Linked DNA regions of Mus musculus: all the other regions are linked to region 2. A link is a contact called in public ChIA-PET, HiCAR-type and HiChIP or PLAC-seq data. All regions are on one chromosome and are shown on one strand. Each heading gives the region's core, a stretch centred on a gene start, on an enhancer-like site or on the middle of the called end of the contact. The rest is flanking DNA. Distances are from core to core; before and after follow the strand shown.

Region 1 (2,700 bases), core at 151-2,650, 130 kb after region 2:
GTGACCCCTCCTCTCAGACACAACTTTGTTTTGTTTCTCCCGGTTCAGGCACCAATTGTGACTCCCCCCCCCCCCCTGGGGAGATTTGAGCAAGTATCTCTAATCACCTCATATAGGACTGAGAACAAAACAAAGAAACAGCCCTCACAAGTCCGGATTAGTTCTTTGAGGTTACTGACAGGTGCACGGATGAGGGGTTATCTGTAGGCGTGGGGGTGGTTCAAAGGCATTTGCATACCTGACAGCCCACTCTCAGAGCACCATCAATGACCTAATACTTTTCTACTTGGACCTTCTCAAAGTTGCCACCACATCTGCATCAACATACTGGAGACCAAGCCTCCAGCATCCGAATCTTCCGAGGTCAGAACCACAGGGATTGGGGCAAAAAAAAATAACAACTGAGCCACATTATAAACGAGTAAGATCTGACAAGCATTACAGAAGATGGCACAGACAAGGTGAACATTTTCTCAAGTGCGTAGAGAGGACACGATTTAAGTCTCTCTAAAAATTTCTAAGTTAAAATCATTCAAGGTATTTCCTTTCTTTTTCAAGGTATTCTTCTCTCATATATATTACATCCCTGACAGCAGTTTCCCTCTCTCCTCCCTCCCAGTCTTTCCCCTCCCCCCTTACTTCCCCCAACACCTCCCTCAGCCCCCTCCATCCAGTTCTCTTCCTTTTCGCTCCAGAAAAGAGCAAGTCTCTCAGGGATATCAACCAAACAAGGCATATCCAGTTGCAATAAAACTAGGTACCTCCCCTCATAAGGACTAGGCAACCCAATAGGAGGAAGAGTCCCAAAATCAGGCAAGAGTCAGAGACAGCCCCCTATCCCACTGTTGGAAGTCCTACTAGAAGACCAAGCTACATAATCATTATATATATAATATATATATATATATATATATATATATATAGCACCTAGGTTAGAACCATGCAGGGTCCCTAGTTGCCACTTCAGTCTCTGTGAGCGCCCCATGAACCCAGGCTAATTGATTCTGTAGGTTTTCTTGAGGTGTCCTTGACCCCTTTGTCTCCAACAATCCTTCCTCCACCTCTTCTGCAAGATTCCCCAAGCTCCACAGGATGTTTGACTCTGGATCTCTGCATCTGTTTCCATCAGTTGCTGGGTGAAGCCTCTCTGATGACAACTGGGCTAGGCTCCTGCCTCAAGTATAGCAGATTTGTTTTGCTATGGTTGGTTTGTTTGTTTGTTTGTTTGTTTGTTTGTTTGTTGTGTCTCTGGGCTATCCAGCCTCTGCTTCATGGCTCTCCACACAGTATCAGGAGTGGGCTCCCCGTCCTGGCATAGGTCTTAAGATGGACCAGTCACTGATTGGCCACTCCCACAATTTCTGTGTCACCTTTACCCCAGCACATCTTGCTGGCAAGACAAATCATAAGTAGAAGGTTTTTGTGGCTGGGTTGGTGTCCCAGTCCCTCCACCAGAAGTCTTGCCTGGTTACAGAAGATGGCCCGTTCAAGTTCCACGTTCCCTACTGCTAAGAGTCTTAGCTTACAAAAGATATTCTTGTAAGCCAAGTGTGAAGTTAATCACGACAACCAAAGGTTTGCTAACATAGAGGAAGAGCTCTCATCAATAGGGGAACAGAAAGTCTCAGCGACAAGCTTATGAAAGAATGGCTGTCTCAAGGGCTCCAGCACCCGACTCCGCCTGTCAGAGGATGGTCTGGCTCTTTCCACTTGTCTTCTGCCTCGGCTCAGGTAAAAAACGTCTGTGGAAACTGATTGAGTCACTGAGTGAGTTCCTTCTTTGGAATGCCTTGCTCCTCTTGGTCAGGTTGACTGCCCAGTTCTCTATTCAGAGACTTAGAAAGCTCACCGTGGTCCTAGCGAACTGCTTCCCGCAGACTGCCACGGGACTGATTCAGAGCAAACACTTCGGCTGGGGGCCAAGGGGAAGGGAAGTGTTTTCTGAGATATGGAAAATGAGTCTTTGTAAGTCAGGACTGTTCGTGACCAGCGTATTGTGGTACAAAAATAAGTTTAAGCGGGAAAAAGATCTACAATTTAACTACTGTGATACTGTGCGACTTCAGGGGGCTTCATTATCTTTCCCGAGCTTCACTCTTCGCTCAGATACTGAAAACCCACCAACGCTTTCACACTGCAATTAGGAAGGGATTGACTGAGCCTGCTTCTTCTCCCTGCTATCTGGAAAGCTCTCACTGTCTTTAAGAACTCAGAGGGTGCCTATCTGGACTGAAGCGTAGTGTTCTAAAACAGGAGATCAAGCAATGGCTACTAACACAGACCTAGCCCCGAGAGAATTCATTGAAGAAAAAAAAAAAGAACCAATAGGTAGCCTAGCATTTATTTTATTCCAGAAAATGAGCTAATTATTAAACATGCATTACATTTAGATGTCCATAACGTGTTTGTGAATTTATTCTATTAATAGCTACAAGTAACTTAGACTATGGCAATTTAAATAACTTTTGAAAATTCTATTAGTCATCAGGTAGCTGAAAAAAACCAATAAAAATAAAAACAAATCACTTGACTAAAACTTTCAGTAACAAACACCTGTGTGCATGCACACACACAAACCAAGACATACTGCAGATATAGAGCTATCTAGACAAATTGACAACAGAAAGAAAAAGAAAGCAAGGTTCATTAAGTCATTTGATAAACCATTCACTAAATGACCACTGAATGCACGGCACTGTG
Region 2 (2,700 bases), core at 92-2,591:
GCTGAGAATCACTGGTTTCTCACTTTGTAGTTGCAAATGGAAGTTGCGAATTTTTAAGGCATTGCTTTTACATTGACGAAACAGCTATTGAGGTTTTACCGTGTAGAGAATAGACTGGGGTCAGCAAGAGACAAAAGAAAAAGAAATTAGTTATAGGAGAACATTATGACAACAATCCATCCATACGTGCTGGGGCCTGGGTCAAAGCAGCAACTGTTAGTGTAACAAAGACTTCTTATGCAGTGTGCTCCAAGGGAGACCTCCGTCCTGGAATGAAACTTCAGGGTAGGCTGACGGTTCATCAGACATTGCAATCAGTAAGTCGGGAGAGTTGGTTTTGAGGACATTTTCACTTTAATGGAAGAAAACCTCAAAGTCACTCATGATACTCTAAGAACAAATATAGTGTGATATTGGCACACCCTTTTGATGTGAGGCTGAGCTGTGCATGGGTGTGTTTGTTCCTTGGGAAGAAGTTTCAATGACATTTGTCTAGGCCCACAGTCATATAATCATCCCTGATCCAGTGGCCACTTAGAAATTGTGTACATCGTCAATGTCCATTATAATACAGTCTCTTATGCCAAGGCCTACATTCCTGGGCTTTACCTTTATATGAAGCATGCAAACATGGGTTGACAGGTGTGGGACTGTGTGGGGCTTGCTGCTGTCCTTAATCAGTATGTTTTGAAAGTATTATGTCTGTGTAAGGATGATTGATTCAAAATCTTAAATATTCAGCGAGAAGGGAATGCCCCTGGAGGCCCACACTAAAAAGAAGAACTTTTTTCAAGAAATTATCAAAACACTGGCTCAGTGGAAGAAAAGGCTGACACTGGGGCTCCACAGTGTCCCCTACCCCAGTCTAGCAAAGTCTCATTTCCATAGTCGCCTAGACATTCCGTGCCCATGGTTATGTCCTCTGCAATATCAGCCCCATCAAGCAAACCTGACAATAGTGGTGAAAGGTAGAGGTGGAACACTTCGAGTCAGTTACAGCCTCATTATGTGGCCATACCTCTTACCAGGAAAGCTAAGCAGTACAGTTGTTAGCTGGGCAACTGTGTGTCCAGAGCTGACTCATTCTGCCAGGAAAGGATAGGAGAAATGATTGGTTGGTATCCTTTGCAACATTATCTAGGTGGAACAGGCTGCTGTGGAGGGTGTTTCCAGAAGGTTTGGGTTCCATATAATAACTTTCTTAGATGTTCCCAGACTTGAAATTGGTATCCTCCTCCCATCCCCCAATTCTCACTGGAAACTACCACTAAGAAGGCATCTCTTGAAGAGTGTCAACTTCTTCAAGGAGCTGTGCTCCATGCCAGAAACCTTGCTGAGAAAAACCACATGAAAGGCCGGAAAGAGATCCGGTACTCTCAGACCGTTATGTGAGCATCTCAGAGGCTCCTGGGATGAACTACATTCGTTTCTTGGGTTCTGTTTTGTTTTCTTTTTCTGTTCCTTAAATAATATGATTTAAGGACTTGAAGGGAGAGAAGCTTTTGTGTTGCTGTGACAACCAATTTTCAAAGACTAAAAGGAAAAGAAGATTGCTAGCATTTTCCTTGGAGGGAGGTGTGGCTCTGTGCAGGTTTTCTTGTTCAACTCACATCTAATACCGCAGAAGGACTACAGGGTAGAGATTCATGTAAAGTACTTGCTCCTCTAAATAGCACAGGTGTTTTCAGTCAGCCCACTTAGCTGACTCTGAGGGGTTTCTGCAGGGAGAAAGGCATCATACTTTTGGTTTAAAAAAAAAGGAAAGGAAAAAGGAAAGAAAGAAAGAAAAAGAAAGAGAGAGAGAAAGTTAGTTGAGATACTGTTTCTTTGTGAATGAAGGGCCTGTAGAGCCAAGGACTTTTATCAGATTTCTGAGAACCACCATCCTGAGAGGCCTCACTACATGAATGAGCAACAGGAGAGGGAGAGAGAGAGAGAGAGAGAGAGAGAGAGAGAGAGAGAGAGAGAGAGAGAGAGAGAGAGAGAGAGAGAGAGAGAGAGATCTTCTGGTTTGGAAATGGGAGCATAGGTCATGTGTTGTGGGTGCCTCCAAAAAGCACATTTTTCCAGATTCATGTTGTTATTACAAAGCTATGTCAGATAGGTCATTGGTACTTTCTTTGTCTCAGGGCATTCAGAAAGTAACCCAGCATGCCTTCTGAGACCTTCATGTATTTAGCACTCTGATAATTTTTAACAAAAGAATACGTGTCAGTTCTCTATGATCCATTTGTATTCAGTCATTTAAGTTCATCAAATGTATATAGAGTGTCTTCATATTCTATATCTGGTGAAATAAGAGAGTGTATTTTTTAAAAAAAGGAATAGACCCAGAGACTACCTTTAAAGATTTTTTTTTTTTTATCTAAGTGGGAGTTTGGTGACAAAGTGCATTTTACTAGATGAAAAACCATTATTTTAAAGAGACTACTACTAAAATTTCTAACTGGAAGGTTCATAGTACTTAAGACATAGGAATATAGATGTGGCCTGGATGATCTGAGAAATGGGAAGATACTGTTCATACAGAAGATGAGCAGCAGCTAAGGGAACAGGCACCTGCCTCTTATACTGGGGAGGCTGAGATAGGATGCTTGCAAGGCTACTCAGCACCTTCTAGGCCAGCCTAGCCTCAAAGAAAGAGCCCCTCTCAGCAACAATGACAAAAAGAAAGAGGAAGGAGGGAAAGAAGGAAGGAAG
Region 3 (2,700 bases), core at 116-2,615, 160 kb after region 2:
AGCATACATGTTTGGAAGAGAAGAGGTAAGTTTCCCTTCTGCTTTCTTCTATCTGCTGTAAGATTGCAGCTGTTTAGAGTCTGGGGCCTCTGGTTGCCAGGGGTCAAGGGAGGATGGACACAACTTCTGGCTGAATTAGTCCACTGGGATGATGCCCAGCATGTGACCAGGTTTCTGTTAATACATAAGGGAGGTGTCCTACTGAGAAGAGCAGTACCCGGCCTCGGGATCCACTTGCTCACTTGCCCTTCATTTGGGTTCCGTTGCCTGCATCCTTTGGAAAGATGCCTGGTGGAGAAGGATGGAGGAAATATTCTCTCACCGAACTCACGTGTTCCACCTTCCTGCTTTCATTTCCCAGGTTCTCTTCCTTTGACTAGCCAACATCCAGGTGAGCATGCAGCCTCTAACTACAAAACGTAAAGCAGACAGGAAGAGGTAAATGAAAGAGAAGAGGGGCTGGCCAGAGGGATAAAGAGTGAGCATTACTATTCATCTGGACCCTGTGGTGTCAGAAAGACTAGCTGGTAACCACGAGACCTACAGCATTCCTCCCAAGTATGTGAGGGGCATCACACTCTTCTAGAGCAAGGTCAAGATCACTAACTTCCTTTCTGATGGAGAACACAAGTCCCGGCGAAAAGGGTCCATGAACCACACATGCACTGTCACTTGGAGCATAAAACACTCAAAACTAGGCTCTGTGACTCCGCCACTGAGACTCAACCAAAGTTGAGACATTGGATAGATGTGTGAGAAAGAGATGTAGATGCAGGCTCGTTTTCTGAGTCTCGTCTCATGGGTGATAGTTTCAAGATACCATTGTTGAAGAGAGGGCATGAGGTCAGGGATCAGAAGACCTGCATTCTCACTCCTGTCCCTCTCTTCCTAAGCGACTCTGTACAAGTCCACTAAGCACCCTTGAGCCCGAAATTCCTCATCTCTAAAATTGTCAAATCTGTCAGACGGGGCTGTGAAAACTGTCTCCAGAGATCTCGCAGACTGTGGTATTTAGTCCTTCAAGTGTGTTGACATGAGGGAATCACTGAGACTCTGAATCATAAGAATACCACCCACACCCTCACCCAAGAAGTGAGGTTAGAAATAGACCATACGATAGTTCTTGTTTAGCACTGAACTCAAAAGATTGGGAGGTGGAGAGAGAGTCCTTAAAGGGGGGTCAGTCTTGAAACAACTGCTTTGCAGGGGGTGTTCTAGAGGCCAGCAAGACACAAGATCCTGTGCAGACTCACCCCAGAGTCCTACCACTGACAGCTGTACCTTTTGTGTGTGTTAACCATACAGAGTCCTCCCAGAGCACAGATGGCCCAGGCTCTCCAGGGAACACTGTGTATGCACAAGTCACTCGTCCAATGCAGGTAAGTCCTCTCAGCTCTGTTCTCCACTGTTGCTGTTGTTACCGTGATCCCCCCCCCAAGCACATCACCACAATCGTCAGCCTTCTCTATTGGAGAAGGCAACCGCAGAGCTGACACCCAGTGTCTGCCCTGATGGCCTTTAAGATAATGCTTCCCCTCGCTCGCTTCCCAGTGTTCTCTGTCTGCTTAACCCATCAGGCAGTCTTTGTGCTTCAGGGTTACTATAACCTGCTTGAAAATACAAGTTAGAGACTCTCCTTTTCCCTTGCCACATTTGACTAGATCAAAGGAGATCATAAGCTGGGAGGGGGTGTCATCCAGGAAGTAGAGTTCATGAGAACTTAGAGTAGTGTCTCAAGAGAGAAGGAGGCCAAGTATCACAAGCCTTAAACAATAAAGGGAACGAGCTACAGCTATGGAAGAGAACTCTCACATAGTAGGATGGCCTTGGTCACGCGCCAGGGTCCCCACTACCCATGAATGAGACCATTGTGGGGGCACTTTTCTAAAATAAGTAGATAGACTGGGGAGCCAATTCTCAAGTCTTCTAAAAGAAAAAAAAAAAAAGCCTAAAGAACTTGGCATTCTTTTTTTTTTTTCCTTATTGGATATTTTCTTTATTTACATTTCAAGTGTTATTCCCTTTCTTGGTTTCCCCTCCGAAAAACACCCTCCCACCCTCCCCCTGCTCACCAACTCACCCACTCCCACTTCCTGGCCCTGGCATTCCCCCACACTGGGACATAGAGCCTTCACAGGACAAAGGGCCTCTCCTGGCAGTCTTGAAATAATGGAAGTGAAGCAACGGCCCAGCTAAAAGGCTTGGATTCCCCAAGCAAACACCTCTCTCCCCAGCTGACGCAGGCTTTGTGGGGTAAACTCCTAAAGGAGAAGACTGTGAGGGGCAGTCACGCTTTTTGCCCATTTACTGTTCCCAACTCCTGCTGGGAGCATGCTCACCAACAACCCAAAGCAGGGATCATCAGCCCATACGGCAGCTAAGTATCTAAATGTATGTAGAGATCCACCTAGGACCTGAGGGTTTCTGTTGTTACTACTGCTTTGTGCATCAGAGAACCATTCACTTTGGGTTTTCTTTCCTTTTGTTCATTAATTTACTTATTTGCATTCATTTCATTTCTTTTACATCCCAGTCACAGCTTCCCCTTCCTCCTCTCCCCCTAGCCCCACCCCCTCACGCCCCGGATTCTCCTCCCCTTCTGTCAGAAAAGGGGGTCCTCCCATGGATATCGACCCACCTTGGCATATCAGGTTGCAGTAGGACTAGGCACATCTTTTCCTGTTGTGGCCAGACAAGGCA
Region 4 (2,700 bases), core at 21-2,520, 200 kb after region 2:
TGGGATCTCTCTATGCTTCTTGCCACCACACATAACCCTGAATTCCAGGAATGCTGACAGAAGAAGGGTCTGGAAAGACACTGTATGATCTTAAAGGAGCCACAGAATATCTTCGTGACTTTAGCTTAAGAAGAGATTTCTTTGCAAGGTATTTTAAGAAGAAACGCTATTCATTCATTCATTCATTCAATTTTTCCAAACCTGTTCACCTAACAAAAACAAAAAGAAAGTGGAAAGCCAAGCTACAAACTGGGAGGCAATGTTGACAGCATAAATGACCAATGAAGGACTAACATCCAGAAACATATAATGAATTGAGAATGAAACAGAGGTGAACAGGCATTTCCCAAAGCACAAAGGGGAAATCCAGACAATCTATCAAGACGTGGAAATTTCTCAACTTCTCTAACAATCTAGAAATGCAAATCAAAACTACTGAGATACCACCAAATACCTCTCAAATAACAAAAGCACTGCCCTCGGTATAGAGATAATATCAAATATAAGAGAACATGAAGCCCCAGTACTTCTGCAGCAAGACGGAGGGAGGAGGCAAGAGATCGCCAAAAAGTGTATGAGCTAGCAAGCCAGGTTTACACAGCAGCCAACAACAAAGAGCTCCTGTCCCAGACAAGGAGGAAGGAGAGACTGGCATCCAGGGTTGTCATCTGTTCTCCACACAATGGTTGTGGCATGCACACATCATTTCTTTTCTAAAAAGCCGACTGAAAGGTGAGCATAGTGGTGCATGCCTGTAATCCTAGCTCTTTAGTCAGCTGGGAAGATGGGGAGTACACAACCAGTTTTGGACATGGCCCAGAATCCTGCCCAAAAGGGGATGGGAGAGGAAGAGAAGGGAGATGAGTGGGAAAGAAAGAGAGTAAGATGGGAAAGGGTTGGAGGGAAAGAAAAGAAAAAAGGAAAGAAGGAAAACGAAGAGAAGAGAGAAAAGATGTCTCGTTAAAATCAGCCAGTGCAACCCCATACATTCACAGATAAAGGCTGTGGTCAGACAAGACTCCCAGGGCTGGGAGCAGCAGCTAGGCATCTGCAAGGTCCCTTTCCTGACACTGCAGGCTGCTTTCTGCTTCAGATGATTCTGCCTCACCAGAGCCAGCAAACAACTTGGTGGTTCTACTCTGAAGCAACCAAAGAAGCAAACAACAACAACAAAAAACCAACTCAACAGTTTTCAAACTATTTTCTTAACATGTAGGGAGTAGGAGGTTCCTGCCATAAACAGGAAGGGCTGTGACAGCAGTCCCCACGGCACCCACAAACTACTTCACCCCACTATGTAAGCAAGAGGCATGACAGGCTGGAAGTTCAGTCTATATCCAGAAGAATAAGAAAATTTACAAGCCCTAGTCTAAACAAGCTCATGCTTAAAACAAAAGGAACAAAATATAAAGTATGTTTGAAGATGTCACATTAAACCCATTACCTTGTATGCTAGCTTTAAAAAAATAATAATAATAAAAGAGGCATGTTTCTGGTCATAGTGGTTCATGTCTTTAGTTCTAGTACTGGGGGAGGCAGAGCCAGGTAGAGCTCTGTTAGCTCCAGATCAGCCAGATGTTCTTTGTTTTTGTTTTGCTTTATTTTTTTTCTTACTTATTCATTTTACATCCTTCTCACTGCCCCCCTCCCAGCCACTCCCTCCCATAATCCTTCTCCCATCCCCCCTCCTCTTTCTCCCATCTCCCCTCCCCTTATCCTCCAAATGGGTGGGGGTCCCTCTGAGTATTCCCCCACCCTGGCACATCAAGTCTCTGCCAGGCAAGGGGAATCAGCTCCCACTGAGGCCAGACAAGGCAGCCCAGCTAGAAGAACATATCGCACATACAGGCAACAGCTTTTGAGATAGCCTCTTATTCCAGCTGTTCAGGACCCACATGAAGACCAAGCTGCACATATGTGCAGGGAGGCCTAGGTCCAGCCCATGTATGCTCATACATTCATTGGTGGTTCAGTCCCTGGGAGCCTCAAGGGTCCAGGTTAGCTGGTCTTCCTATGGAGTGCCTATCACCTTTGGGGTCACAATCATTCCTCCAATTCTTCCATAAGTGTTCCCAAGCTCCATCCACTGTTTGGCTGTGGGTGTCCACATCTGTCTGAGTCAGCTGCTAGGTGGAGCATCTCAGGGGACAGTCATGCTAGACTCCTGGCTGCAAGCATAACAGTCTCATGAATAGTGTCAGGGACTGGTGCTTGCCCATGGGATGGGTCTCTAGTTGAATGGGTTATTGGTTGGCTGTTCCCTCAATCTCTGCTCTATCCCCTGTCCCTGCATTTCTTGTAGACAGGATAAATTTTGCATCAAAAGTCTTGTGGGTAGATTGGTGTCTCTATTGCTCTACTGGGGTCCCTGCCTGGCTACAGAAGGTGGCCCCTTCAGGTTCCATATCCCCAATGTAGTGAGTCACAGCTAAGGTCACTCTGTTGATTCTTGGACGCCTCCCTTATTCCAGTTCTCTGTCTCTTCCTGGAGATGCCCCTACCTCCCCGCCCCATTAGTTGTAGATGTCTATTCATTCTCATAGCAATCTGACCATCCCTCTTGCCCCTCCCCACACCTGATCCTGAACTCCTCCCCCATTCCTCTCCCTATCCCCTCCCCCACCCTGTTCCCTCCCTCCATCTGCCTCCTATGACTATTTTATTCTCTTTTCTAAATGAGAGTCAAACATTCTCTCTTGT
Region 5 (2,700 bases), core at 118-2,617, 180 kb after region 2:
CATCCAGGCATGATAGAACACACCTGCATCTGTGACTCTAGTGCTGTGATCGGAGGAGTGACAAATACCCAGTGCTTGCTGGCTAGTCTGTCTAGTCAATTAATGAGCCCCAGACCCAGGGAGAAACCCCATCTCAAAAATAAACAAAAACATAAAACAAAAAAGAGAGAGATAACTGAGAAAGGAAGACCCTCACCATCAATGTATGGGCCTTCATACACATATAAAAATTAATATATTTTCAAAATAATAGAAAACATTAATATTACATGCTTTGAGTCACTATATTCAGAGTTCCTTAGTCATTCCTACACAGGGTTATTCTTACCAAGTATCACCCTCCCAGGCCCCTAAAATCATTCTTCCTTGAAGCCTACTGTTGGTCTTGAAGTTCTTTATATCTGCTTGCCTTACAATGAAATACTATATCTGGTGGACATGGTACAAACGCTTCCACAGAAATTGGCCACTGCTATGAACCAAAGTCTTTATCCTTTTTTTCTCTTTTAAACTAGCACCTTACCCACCTTGGAAAACTAAAACATACTCATTACTCTGTAATTCACAAGGATTTTCAACGCTTTACTAAACAACTGTTTCCATTTCAGAACAAAAGCAGCCGCACTGAGACTTTCCTAAGACCAAGAGCCTTTTTGTTCTCAGAGTTCAGCAAGTAGGATCAGTTTCTAAATGACCTGCGAACAAATCATCGGCTCGCCCACAGTTTTCATCAATAACAATAAGTACCAAACATAGCACCCAGAAGGAAGATGGCTCACGAGGAGTCAAAATGAAACGGAAGTCAGGAAGTGGATGGTGTCCTTGGAAAAGGTGAGGATGCTCCATCACAGAGGGACTTATGAAAGGGAAGCTAATGGAAACAATCTTCTAGGTGAGGGGGTTAAGGAAAGTGAGTGAGCCATCCCTTTCCCTCCTTTGTGACAGCTTCCTTCCTGTGTGCCCTTGGTTGTTCCTGAAGCAATTATCACACCTACCTCTCACCCTCACCTCCGTCCGTCCCCTCATGATTTTCACAGCTCAAGTGTTGAGTGAATCTGTCCAGGCCTCCTAAAACCTTTGATGTTGAAAACTGTTAGGAAGCCAGAAATGACTTCTGAATTTGCAAACTTTCCAGTCACTGTCTAGATTAAACAGGTAGATACAAGCTCCAGACCCACCCCAGCTCATGTGTGCATGCTCTCCTCCCCACCGCAACTCTCTCCCCATTCCTTTCTCTGATTCCTTCTTTCCATCTCTCCTACCCTCTTCTTGGCCTTCTTTCTTTTACCCCTCTTTCTTACTTGTGTGTTGTTTTGTAGATTTAAAGGCGCTAAGACAAGGATGAGGGACGCTATCTCAAAAACAGGAAGCAAAGGGTTTTTCCGTTTGTTTTGCTTTGAGACAGGGTCTCTTTCTAAGTCCTGGCCTTCCTAGAACTACCTCTGCCTCTGCCTCTCAAATGCTGAGATTAAAGGTGTTTGTCAACACCTCTGGCAGGAATTAGAGCTTTGAACAAAAGATGTTGAGGCTTCTAATTGGACTCCAAGTTGGTTTACTAGAAGCATGAGAAATAAAGATTTTTTTTTTCCAAAGAGAAAAACCAGAAGTCTTTTGAAAGGGTAACTGTGGAGAAATGGAGCAACCAGCTCAGTGGTGAAGAACGCTGGCTCCTCTTCCAGGGGACCTGGGTTCAATTCCCAGCGTCCACATGTTGGCTCATAAGCACCTCTAGTTCCAGTTCTAGCGGATCCAATGTCTTCTTCTGACTTTCAAGGGCACCAGGCACACATGGTACACAGACATACATTCAGACAAAACACTTAGACCTTAAAATAAAAAGAAAGGGAGGAAGGAAGGGAGGGAGGGAGGGAATGATGGAGGGAAGGAGGGGAGAGAGAGGGAATGGGAGGGAGGGAGAGTAACCATAGAGATGAAACTTCTTAGCCTTGTTTCTCCTTATCCAGGTGATATCAGCACATTTGCCTCTGGCAATGGCAGCTGGCCTTTGTGTGGCTACCCTGTCTAACGTGGTCAAGTAATCAGAAGAGGGCAGAGTCAGTTGTGTGATGGTTCTAAGAGTAAATGCTGGCCTTCCCCACTGACCAGCCTTGGGTAAGGCACTTGGCCTATCCCAGCAATCCTGATCAGCATAGCTCTACTGTTAGGACACTTAGTGGCTAGTGTCATCCTAATTGGCCCATTACTATGCTCTATGAGCTGCATAAATGATTAACTCTGAATAAATTAAGTATTATATGTAAATAACCTATCACAGAGCTTACCTGACACATAATGCAAGATGCTCAATAAAGGTTAGTTCTTCTTCTAATGTTTTTTTTTCCTACCCACCCATTCACGAACCTCCTCACCAATGCAATTCTCTGTAGAGTGGATTTTTTTTTTAAGTATTGGTCTAATGTTCCACAGCTTACAAAATGGAAAACTTAAACACAGTGGTGAATGGGTAAGACATAACACTGAGTCGGGAGCTCCAGTATAAGATTGTTCATGCCAATGCAGGATATGAATCCAAAACCCCAGATCCAGGACTCCATAAGAATTTATCTATGGTTATCAAGAGAAAAAGAGATCAAACTTTGAAATCAGGGGGACCTGGATTCAGGCTCTGTTCCTGCCAGTTACTATCCATGTGCTCTCCCTCTCCCTCTCCTCCCTCTCCCTCGCCTCCCTCTCTCTCCC

The links. ChIA-PET counts read pairs in DNA pulled down with a chosen protein or histone mark. HiCAR-type assays count read pairs that join an accessible place to other places. HiChIP or PLAC-seq counts read pairs in DNA pulled down with a chosen protein or histone mark.
Region 1: a Foxp3 HiChIP or PLAC-seq map of regulatory T cells shows a contact between it and region 2, with 7 times the contacts expected there. The contact joins the promoter of Slamf6 here to the enhancer-like site in region 2. A contact is called at or near these places in 1 of 15 datasets of contacts at CTCF or cohesin (CD8 T cells), 2 of 484 Hi-C or Micro-C datasets (CD4 T cells and regulatory T cells), 2 of 115 datasets of contacts at active chromatin or transcription factors (both in regulatory T cells) and 4 of 9 other capture datasets (adipose tissue, liver, macrophages and 1 more).
Region 3: an RNA polymerase II ChIA-PET map of effector CD8 T cells shows a contact between it and region 2, with 5 read pairs. The contact joins two enhancer-like sites. A contact is called at or near these places in 2 of 39 promoter capture datasets (hematopoietic stem and progenitor cells and neutrophils), 1 of 484 Hi-C or Micro-C datasets (bone marrow-derived macrophages), 2 of 115 datasets of contacts at active chromatin or transcription factors (double positive thymocytes and effector CD8 T cells) and 4 of 9 other capture datasets (adipose tissue, embryonic stem cells, liver and 1 more).
Region 4: a contact with region 2 is called in a HiCAR-type map of Th17 cells, with 3 times the contacts expected there. The contact joins two enhancer-like sites. A contact is called at or near these places in 2 of 39 promoter capture datasets (hippocampal neurons and stem cell-derived epiblast-like cells), 1 of 484 Hi-C or Micro-C datasets (bone marrow-derived macrophages) and 4 of 115 datasets of contacts at active chromatin or transcription factors (CD8 T cells, Th17 cells, memory CD8 T cells and 1 more).
Region 5: a contact with region 2 is called in an RNA polymerase II ChIA-PET map of effector CD8 T cells, with 8 read pairs. The contact joins two enhancer-like sites. A contact is called at or near these places in 1 of 39 promoter capture datasets (pre-B cells), 2 of 484 Hi-C or Micro-C datasets (bone marrow-derived macrophages and nephron progenitors) and 1 of 115 datasets of contacts at active chromatin or transcription factors (effector CD8 T cells).

What each region holds. Positions count from the first base shown.
Region 1 is chr1:171,916,062-171,918,761 of GRCm38.p6, forward strand. It overlaps Slamf6 (SLAM family member 6), which reads left to right and starts at 1,401. Exons shown (of 9, transcript NM_001347186.1): 1 at 1,401-1,731. The coding sequence starts at 1,647. The region is part of intron 1 of Gm37065 (predicted gene, 37065); the gene reads right to left.
Region 2 is chr1:171,781,365-171,784,064 of GRCm38.p6, forward strand. The region is part of intron 3 of Slamf1 (signaling lymphocytic activation molecule family member 1); the gene reads left to right. Among named protein-coding and RNA genes, the nearest start is that of Slamf1, 16 kb to the left of the region's middle. Within about 2 kb of position 1,342, at least 32 of the 459 cell types and tissues checked have an H3K27ac peak or open chromatin away from gene starts, as enhancers often do. A contact at or near this core is called in CD8 T cells, Th17 cells, double positive thymocytes and 3 more, where this site is marked.
Region 3 is chr1:171,938,091-171,940,790 of GRCm38.p6, forward strand. Slamf6 (SLAM family member 6) reads left to right here. Exons shown (of 9, transcript NM_001347186.1): 4 at 1-25; 5 at 362-391; 6 at 1,306-1,379. Among named protein-coding and RNA genes, the nearest start is that of Gm37065, 20 kb to the left of the region's middle. Within about 2 kb of position 1,366, at least 35 of the 459 cell types and tissues checked have an H3K27ac peak or open chromatin away from gene starts, as enhancers often do. A contact at or near this core is called in double positive thymocytes and effector CD8 T cells, where this site is marked.
Region 4 is chr1:171,982,546-171,985,245 of GRCm38.p6, forward strand. No RefSeq gene overlaps it. Among named protein-coding and RNA genes, the nearest start is that of Vangl2, 43 kb to the right of the region's middle. Within about 2 kb of position 1,271, at least 21 of the 459 cell types and tissues checked have an H3K27ac peak or open chromatin away from gene starts, as enhancers often do. A contact at or near this core is called in Th17 cells, memory CD8 T cells and regulatory T cells, where this site is marked.
Region 5 is chr1:171,965,219-171,967,918 of GRCm38.p6, forward strand. No RefSeq gene overlaps it. Among named protein-coding and RNA genes, the nearest start is that of Gm37065, 47 kb to the left of the region's middle. Within about 2 kb of position 1,368, at least 28 of the 459 cell types and tissues checked have an H3K27ac peak or open chromatin away from gene starts, as enhancers often do. A contact at or near this core is called in effector CD8 T cells, where this site is marked.